Linked DNA regions of Mus musculus: regions 1 and 2 are each linked to region 3. The links are chromatin contacts, called in public promoter capture Hi-C maps. All regions are on one chromosome and are shown on one strand. Each heading gives the region's core, a stretch centred on a gene start, on an enhancer-like site or on the middle of the called end of the contact. The rest is flanking DNA. Distances are from core to core; before and after follow the strand shown.

What was found. Promoter capture Hi-C pulls out the DNA fragments that hold promoters and counts their contacts.
Region 1: a contact with region 3 is called in a promoter capture Hi-C map of hippocampal neurons, with 2.6 times the contacts expected there. The contact joins two enhancer-like sites. A contact is called at or near these places in 3 of 39 promoter capture datasets (embryonic stem cells, hippocampal neurons and liver) and 1 of 484 Hi-C or Micro-C datasets (the G1E-ER4 cell line).
Region 2: a promoter capture Hi-C map of hippocampal neurons shows a contact between it and region 3, with 2.4 times the contacts expected there. The contact joins two enhancer-like sites. A contact is called at or near these places in 2 of 39 promoter capture datasets (hippocampal neurons and liver).

Annotation. Positions count from the first base shown.
Region 1 is chr7:124,787,069-124,790,259 of GRCm38.p6, forward strand. No RefSeq gene overlaps it. Among named protein-coding and RNA genes, the nearest start is that of 3100003L05Rik, 80 kb to the left of the region's middle. Within about 2 kb of position 1,898, at least 16 of the 459 cell types and tissues checked have an H3K27ac peak or open chromatin away from gene starts, as enhancers often do. A contact at or near this core is called in hippocampal neurons, where this site is marked.
Region 2 is chr7:124,680,050-124,683,220 of GRCm38.p6, forward strand. The region is part of intron 1 of 3100003L05Rik (RIKEN cDNA 3100003L05 gene); the gene reads right to left. Among named protein-coding and RNA genes, the nearest start is that of 3100003L05Rik, 27 kb to the right of the region's middle. Within about 2 kb of position 1,377, at least 12 of the 459 cell types and tissues checked have an H3K27ac peak or open chromatin away from gene starts, as enhancers often do. A contact at or near this core is called in hippocampal neurons, where this site is marked.
Region 3 is chr7:124,346,142-124,349,093 of GRCm38.p6, forward strand. All of the region lies in intron 1 of Hs3st4 (heparan sulfate (glucosamine) 3-O-sulfotransferase 4), which reads left to right. Among named protein-coding and RNA genes, the nearest start is that of Gm23168, 150 kb to the right of the region's middle. Within about 2 kb of position 1,555, at least 25 of the 459 cell types and tissues checked have an H3K27ac peak or open chromatin away from gene starts, as enhancers often do. A contact at or near this core is called in hippocampal neurons, where this site is marked.

The sequences.
Region 1 (3,191 bases), core at 648-3,147, 440 kb after region 3:
AGTATAATCATTTACCACATCATTGGAAATGTGTGTGTGTGTGTGTGTGTGTGTGTGTGTGTGGTGTGTGTGTATAAGTGTGCCGCGGTTGGGGAGGTCATGACAGTGCTCTTCTTAGAAGATAACTGATCAAGTGGGATTATTCATGATGTACGGATGGCAGGTACTATGTGATGTGTTATCAGAAAATGACTGCACCCTGCCTTGTTCCGAAGAAAATAAAGACATTCCATGGAAACTTTCTATATGGACTATCTGTTCTACAGGACTGTTCCCTTCTTTCTCTCATGTTTCCCAGAAGCCTGAGTTGGCAGCACAAAAGCTGTGTGTCAGGCATTGGATGCCACAGAGAGCTACCGTCTTCCCATCACAGAGCCAGAGTCTGTCTGCCATGTGAACTTCTGGAGTCTTCCACTTTTCTTTAGCTGCCAGAATCAGGCTCCAGGCTCCATTAGTCTGGTCCATACTTTAGCATTTCTATTTTGGGTTAGCAGGCAGCTGCCTGGGAGAAGGAGACAGAGAAGCATGGGTATTCTAGGAGGTAAGCTGACCTCCAAGGGCTCCTCAAAGTTTCTCCAGCAAAGAAAAATCATGAACACAGAATAGAGTCTGTCCCTGAAGTGGCAGAGCTGGGAAACACTTCCAGCATCATGTTTTTTAACCCTCTGCTTTGACCAGGATCTCTAGGGAGAGTAAAGGAAATCCCAAGATAAAGGGGGCTCTGGCCTGGGAACTGAAACATCTCCACCTTCACGTGCTTGTGCCTGTCCTGCACATTTCTGAGAACTACTTGCCTGTGCTTCTGGCACTGCCCTCACCTCAATAGGTCTTGTAAATCCCAAATACTTCTTCCAGTTGAGTCTTCATAAGCCATCCATCCATCTGTCCATTGCTCTCACATTAAGTATCAATTACCAAAATAAACTGATGCTATCCAAGACTGGCCTTAAAGAGCATCAGTCACATGGGCCCAATGTAGACCCACGCCTCAGGGGAGCAAGGTGGAAGAAAGAAACTAAAGGTTGTTAGGGAGTTCGGAACCCCTCAGAAAGCAGCAGGTATGTGAAACAGGCCTTGGGGGAACTTGTACAGGTGGGCCAAATGCAAAGAAAAATGGGTGTTTTTTAATTCAGGTTCTGAACAGTTCAGTAAATGTCACTTTGGGTTCACCCACGGAAGACAATTATTCTATCTCTGTCTCTAAGAAAGATTTCCAAGTATCTCATTATGGATGATATACAAGTTCTAGTCATGCATTGGCTGTCGAAGTCATGTGGGTCTGGTACACTGATTCTTGGTTATCTTCAATAGAGAGGAGACTCAAGCCAATAAATATCTCAGGAAAGTAGATACCTAGACCCAGATAAGTGAATGAATAATCATGCTTATAAATGCTTAGCTGCTGTGTTGGTGTGTCTCAGGAGAGGTGTTGGCTGCCACTGGGACACCTGGACAGGGACATCTGCACAAGAATGAGACCATAAGTGAGGAAACAATAAAACATAAATACCACCAATCACACCATTTTAGCACCCAGATGCATCACTGCCTGAAGTCATGTCTGGCTTATACTTTCCAACTACATGCATCAATTGGCTTCCCTTTCTGTTCAAAGCAGCTTGGGACAGTTTTAGCTGTCCACCACCTGAAAACTGCATGTTGACTCTTAAAATTATGTCTTTATTTTTGATGCTGGGGACCCAGGGTGTAGAAAGTTGTTTGAGAAAAAATTCAGCCTTGTCAGGATAATACAGGTTTCTCTTTAGGACATTCTAACCTATAGCCCTGGCTCTCTGTGTCTAGAGCTTTCTCCACCTACGGCTTTATACAGCCTCCTTTTAAAAATAACTTCCATCTGCTCGCCTGCCTGCAGCTCCTGCTCCTGCTTCTATTTCTGCATCGTGAGCTTCCCTGCACCAACCCCCACACCCCTGGCAATGACTAAGCTTTAGCAATAAACCCCTCAGCACAGTCTCTCTATCCAACTTTTGCTCTCCAGGTTCCATGGCAGTCTTCCCTTAGCTCAGTATGTGATCCATCAAAGACCTTAGCCACATTTCTGGTCTCACCTATGAATAGTAGGAATGGCATAAACAATTTCTTGACATCCTGAAGATAGATGGCTAATAGAGAAGATGTCAACCCATCTGTGCTCTTTAGAGATTATCCCCATCGTAATGGTTTAGGAAAGGAAGCTGGGCCAAGTTGATTGTAGGTAACAGGGATTCGTAAATTCTTGGCTCCAATAAAGCCAGTAGTCACTGCCAATTTATTAGGGGTTGTACATCATGCTAAGCATCTCTTCAGGTCTGGGTTTATTTCTGACCACCACTTGTTAGGTGTGTTGCTTATTCCTCTCATTGTTGTGACCAAATAACCCATAAGAAACAGCTTAAAGGAGGAATGATTTGTTTAGGGGATACATTTTATAGTGACATGGAATCATGAATGGTCTGCCTTAGAGGCGCCGGAAGCTTTGCTCTAGCAGTCAAGACACACACACACACACACACACACACACACAGAGAGAGAGAGAGAGAGAGAGAGAGAGAGAGAGAGAGAGAGAGAGAGAGAGAAGCCAGCTCATCTATGTATGTCATCTAGGCTCCATGTCCAGAGTCCTCTACAACCTCCCAAGACAGCACCACCATCCTACCATTTGGAAACCAAACATTTAAACACATGAGCCTGTGGAGGACATTTCACATCAAAGCCATAAAATTCGGTAAACAATAATCACCTCCAATCAGACACGAGGAGGGGGAGTTTGCTCCTGCTGCAAGTTCTAGTGCTGGTATTCCTGCTTGCATAAAATGCTTGACTTTTCTGATAGTGAGTCATGCTCTTGCTATGACCATTGAAATGTGAGTACACAGGACATGTCTCAGAGCCAGCACCCAATTCATCAGGCTTCCTCCTTCCTTTTTTTTTTTTTTTTTTACTTTTACAGATGATAATGACATCAACAACCTGCAAAGGAACACAACTCAAGGCCTCCAATGGGTGCTTCGTGGATGCACAAAAGAAGCATGAAATATGGGGCTGGGGATGTAGTTCTGAGGCAGAGTGTCTACATAGCAAGCATAAGACCCAGTATTCTGTCTCTAGTAATAAATAAGAAACAAGAACCATGCTTTTATGGGTTAAAACCTCTTAAAGTTGTAGTTTTCTTACTCTACCCACAGACAATT
Region 2 (3,171 bases), core at 127-2,626, 330 kb after region 3:
GTTAGTATAATGTGTAAGTAGTAACTTTATTAATCATGGAGTGATTTTATTAATGACCTTATTAATTACTGAAACAAATGTTTATTGAGGAACTACTATGAAGTATTCCTTCCAGTGTAGACAGTGTCATATGGTTTCTGTAAAGCATAGGGTAGGCTGCATGGAATACAATTTCATGTGCAGTGAATGTTTGCAGAGTGCAGCTTCACTGTGCTCTAACCTGCACACATGCACACAAGCATAGCTAGGACATAACCACTGCACAGTGATGCCCTGCACAGATGTGCATACACACACACACACACACACACACACACACACATGCACACACAGAGCTATGATTTGCTTTTACTGTCCTAGAAATAACCCATCCTTTGATGGCTGCTGCACAGTGAAGCTCACAATGAACTGTGTTTAACAGGACCATTAATTTATTAGGCACTCACTTAAGACGGTTGAACCACATTAGAGCAAATGTGTTCTTGGGGGCTCTGTGAGGGCTGTGTTTATTTTCTAAAAGTTGCCATTAGGTCTAGATGGTGGGAAGACTGCCAGAGGCCACATTATGGGAGCCCTGGTCAGTCTCCTGTGCCATGTGGCTATAGAATTAGTGTGCTACTTACTGATGGGCAATCCATCCCTTAACAAGGTCCCAATTTGGCTCCTGGAATAATGAGATGAGCCTTTAGGGACCATCCATCTCTCTCCCACAGCTGAGGGCACTTCTGAGGAACATGGTCCCTTAACTGGCTTATGATGTAGTGCAGCTGAGCTGAGGCTGGTACAGCTCATTTATTTCTCAGGGGCCAAAATGAAATTTTCAGTAGAAGCTCCTCCCTCCTCCCATGAGGCTCTGCCAGGGCTGACATATTTGAAAGGGCTATATGTTAGGTAGTGAGGGGTTGGTCCATATCCCAGATCTTCTGAACAATCCTAGACAGGCAACTTATTCTTCCTAAACCCTAATTTTCCGCCTAGTGAGACAGAGATCCACATGAGAAAACAGTATTAATTGAGAACCTACTCCAATCATTTTATAGGTTAAGAGACGAACTAATTCACGTGAAGTCTATTCTCAGGAACATTGACCTATAAGCTCAAGTGATCGCTTTGAATGAAGGCACATTTCGGCCAATTTAGATGCTGGGGAGGCATGAGACAGGGGCTGTGTCTTGTTGGGCATCTGGGAGAGTGACAGCTGAGTTGAGCTCTGACAGATGGCCAGGTGTTAATCGGTTAAGCAGGGTGATGGTGGTGATGATGGCGGTGGTGGCAGTGGTGGTGGTGGCGGATGGGGAAGAGCTATGCCAGACGGAGAGAACAGCTTGTGTAAAGGCCTGGAGACTGGAGGGAACACGGTGTGTTTAGAAACCGAAATCGAGCCAGAAGGCCTGGCGCACAGACAAGGAAGGGCTGTAAGGTGGGCGGGAAGAGGCTCCTTAGGGAACCTAAGTAGAATGCTGAGGACACCTTGTTCAGAACTGGGGTCACATCTTATGGAAAAGAGAAACCTGTTGGAGGTTTTAAGCAGCCTTCGTGGTGTTTACACATAGCCATCACTCTGCCAGTGGAATGGGCGCAAAGCTGGAAGGAGACCAGACTGCTACATGTGGAAGGAAAGATTGTAGGAAATGTGATTTTATATAAATAACAAAGACTTATGCTGAATCAGGGACAAAAGACTGGAGAAAGTTAAGCTACATGATACACTGAACAGAACTGCATCAACCAAGAGAAGAGGCTCTAACTAGGACTCCCACTCTCCCTGTCCACACTGTCCAAGACCACTTACTGCATGGGCAAGTGATCACTAGTGGCAAGCGATACCCCAGACACTCAATAGACACTCATGGTGCCCATCTGTCCCCTTAAGATCTTTGCCAATTGAGTCCCACCAGCTCTGTCACAGCCTCAAGGAGCTGGATTCAAATCCCTTTCACCTTCTTCCAGAAGCTTTCAAACTTCCCACTTTCTAACTTGAGCCTCAAGTGCCAGCAGGCAGCCTTGGGCTGGCAGAGCTATGGGAAGAATCTTGCACAGCTTAAGGCTGGGAATAGCTGTGCCAAGATGTTTCTCGATTCTTCCTCCTGAAGTGTCTGACTCAGTGTGCTGCAGTTTTTTAAATTATTATTATTTAAACCTATTATTTGTGAGTTTTGTGTATGAATATAATAAATTTTGATGAAATCTGCCCTCTACTAGCTCTGCTCCAGCTCCTCCCATGCTTCATCCCCTCAACTTCTCCATCCAACTTCACGAACTCATCTGTTAAAGCCATTGAGTGCACTCGTACTGCCTGTATGTGAAGGGTGTAGAGCACCCTCTAGAACATGGGCAGTCTAAAGTCAAGCTGATACCGACTGTTCTTCATAGAACCTGGCCAAATCCTGCTGCTCTTGAACTAAAAGGAGATACCCAGTGGAAACTGAGCATCTCCCTTCAGACCAGGAGAAGGGAGGAAACAAACCAATGGGAGGATAAGAAGGCGCTGAAACTGACAAACTACAGAAACAACTCCCATAGGCTGTGTGAGGAAATCCCCACATTTAGGACCCCAGTGTTCTGATCTGTCAATTAGAGCTAGTGGTGGGTCCTCCATTGGAGTTCTGTTGAGAAAGAAAGTGAAAGTCTGTGATGGAAAATGACAGTCAATAAAGTACTTGGGGACAAGGAAATAATAAATGCATAAGTAGCCCAGCAGGATGGCTGTGAATTCAATCCAGCCTGGGCCCAAATCCAACTTTTGCCATTCCTGACCTAAGTTGAAGATAGTGAGGGAAGGCACTCGCCTTAGCATCCCACCAGCACTAAAGGGTAAAACAGTTCAGGGCTCTAACCTCACCAAGCTTATATTTCCAGAGAAGGAAGAAATTAAATAACCATGCATGTTTAAAGAACAAAACAAAACAAAACAACCCCCACCCCACCCCCCAAAAAAACCCATCTCGCAATGTCAACAGGACTCTGAAGAAACTAAAACAGTGGGAAATGACAGAGTAGCTACCTGAAAGAGATGCACATTGGACTGCTGTGTGCACATGACCTTCCAGCTCAGAGCTGACTCAGAAGAAACGTAGGTGATGATACCACACATATAGGCAGGTGATTCTCAACCCTGGTTCAGGGTTTCATTAGAACCAGCTAGAAGTTGCTTGACAGCCATTAAAATAG
Region 3 (2,952 bases), core at 305-2,804:
CCTTCTCCCCAAGGAACATCCCAGTGGCCACACTCTGCTATCTGGTCAACCACTGTGCTGGGTGTTTACAGGAGTGCCTTGGCCTTGTACATTCTAGATTGTCTTTGCATTATGGTCATCTCTGGCCTCTCAGAGGATGAATCAAAGCAGGAACTGCAAGATACCTTAGGCCTAGGTGTAAACTTTTGCCCCTTACTTTTCACAGCTCTTTGGTTTGACATTGCTGTGACCAACAACAAGCTTGTACTTAAGGCAGGAAGGAAATAGATTCCATCTTTGGTGAGGACCAGGTACAGAATGTTGTAAATTAGCATGGTCACAGAAAGTGCAACAGCCTAAGGACCTTTATGACAACAGCCACAAGTAACTGGAGATTGGCTTGTTTTCTGCCCACTTTTGTTTCTGCCCAGACTGCCTCTTGTTGCTACCATCTCAAACCTACCTCACCACCTTAGCCTCATGGTCTTCAGTGTTTTATTCTGGATTCATTGCCTCCTGACATGTGGTACAAAACTGTGTTTTTGTGCCTACTCCATGGGTAGCACGCCAACCCCAGCACAGCATGGACTTTGTTGATTTTGCTTGCTTGGCATATCCCTAGGACTCAACAAATACCTACTGCATGCATTAATTGAGTGAGTGAGTGAGTGTGTGTGTGTGTATATGTGTGTGTGTGTGTATGTATTTAAATGAATGGTTATTCCAAGCCCTCTGATAACCCTCAGAGATGAACATGTATGTATGTGTCATTGGATGGTAGAGTGTAGCCTATAAGAAGAACAAGTAGCCAAATAAAGCCTATTGCAAGAATAAGTGCTTTAATAAAGCAAAAGCCCCCAAACCAAACCAAATGAAACCAAACGAAACCAAACCCAGACCTGTGCATGTGGCCCAGATCTCAGCATTGTATATTTGTTAGTTAGCAGCAGCCAATTTACTGAGTCTTATTAGATAGTCTTGGCTGCTATGGTTTAGTAATGTGCAAAGTATTATGCTTTAGAGAGATTAAAATTATTTTCAGCATTAAACAGGATATAGCTGAGCTGATGCACAGATATATCTTGAATATAGATCCCCAGACCAGAAAGATTATAAGACATTAAATCTATGTAAATTCAACTATTCATTGATGTTTAAGCAAATTCAACAAGAGATTTGACTTCAGGGCTTCACAGACAAATAGATACGGTTAGGGAAAAATGCATATTGCTGTCTTGAACCATCCTGCTGTATTCCCCTGGAAAATTCCACAGCTGAGTGGCTGTCTAACAGGTCACAGTTGAGAGCCCAAGCAATTATGCCAGAGTGTGTTAATAATAAAACAGGGAAACGACTATGTTTCTCTTGTATGAAGATGAAAGCAGCTGTTGATACCAATTCAGAAAAATGATAGGGATAGGAGCAGCCCTCCTTGTTGTCAGGACGAAAAGAAAGGACCCCCTCCCAGGAATGTCTCAGCCCCCTTTGCTGGTAACCAGGGCTGCAGGTGCCGTCGTCAACATGTCAGTCGGTGGCAGAGGCAGGCAGATATAGCTGACAAAGGCTGCCCTGAGCTGGAGCCTGGGTAGTCTGAGACATAATAAACGAGCTGCCTCTGCACGATAAACGACAGCTGTGACTAAAGGAATAAACAGAATAATCTGGACTTACATGAGCCACAGGGGGCTTTTGGCAGCATGCAAATTCGCAAACTTATCAAATGTAGCCTCTGAAAATGAAGAGCTCTTTTGAAACCGGCAGTCAAGGGGAAGTGGTGAAGCTGACATGCGTGGAGTTGCTCAGGAGCCAAGGCTGGCAGAATGGAAAGCCCTGCTGTTTCCATGGGCCTGTCGATAAACACAGAAATGACAGCAAGGATAGCAGTGAACTCTTATTGGACTCTTGCTCTCTGCCGGGCATTTGATAGGCAACGTGTAATTATGACTTGTCACAGAAACTTAGTGGGGAGAGCTGTACAGATGGGCAAACTAAGGCTAAGCTAGGATTTGTCCTTGGCTCTGTCTGATTCCAGAATGTCTACTATCATATGCAAAGCAATTCATATGGAGGAGGAGCACCAAAGAACGTCCTCATGAGGATATGTCTCGGCTCTTCCGTGTGCCTGTTCTAGACTCTATTTCAGATGATCCATGAAGGTGTAGTGCTGAGCTGCTTTATCAGAGGAAACCAACGATTGTAGCCACAGAGGGAGATCTGCTGAGTGCTCGGCATGTTTTGTGTGACATTCTGTGTTAACCATGTTTTGTGTGATGTTCCGTGGTAGCCATGTTTTGAGATAATGTAATGTGTTTTTATGTAACTGTCCTAACAAATACCATAAACCCGGGTGCTGTTGCTAACCTGGCTTTAAAGATGAGGACAATGAAATACCATGTGGGGAAACTGGGAGGGAGGAAATTTAAAGCTTCATCCCTTTGCTCTTCTGAGCGCTTCTCCATGGCTCCACCCCTGCTTGGAGACTGGAATCAAGAAGCCAGGGCAAGCTGAGCATGGTTGTAATTCCAGCAGTCAGAGGCAGGCCAGAGGCAGAGAGGATTATAAATTCAAGACCAGTCTGAGTTACACATCAAGGTCTGGCTTCAAAAAAAAAAAAAAAAAAACCAAAACCAACCAAACAAACAAACAAATTAAGAAGTCATGGAAGAAAAGCACCCTCTCCTTTTTCCAGCCAACATTTTCTAAAGTTCTGGATTTTGTCTTCTTAGCTACAAGGGATTTAGAATACAGAATAGAACAAAATCAGACTCCACTTCCCATGAGATATCTGTCTTTTACTACATGTGCACTTGTGGAATGAATGCAAGGATGTGTTACCTGATAAAATCTAGGACAGATAGATCAGATAGCCAAAGTCTTAAGCAGCTGATTTAAGTCTAGTTCTGCTAAAACACCGATCTGACTCTATCTTTAGGTATGGATCCCAAGAAAGTCCAGTGAGGGAGGGATGGACAG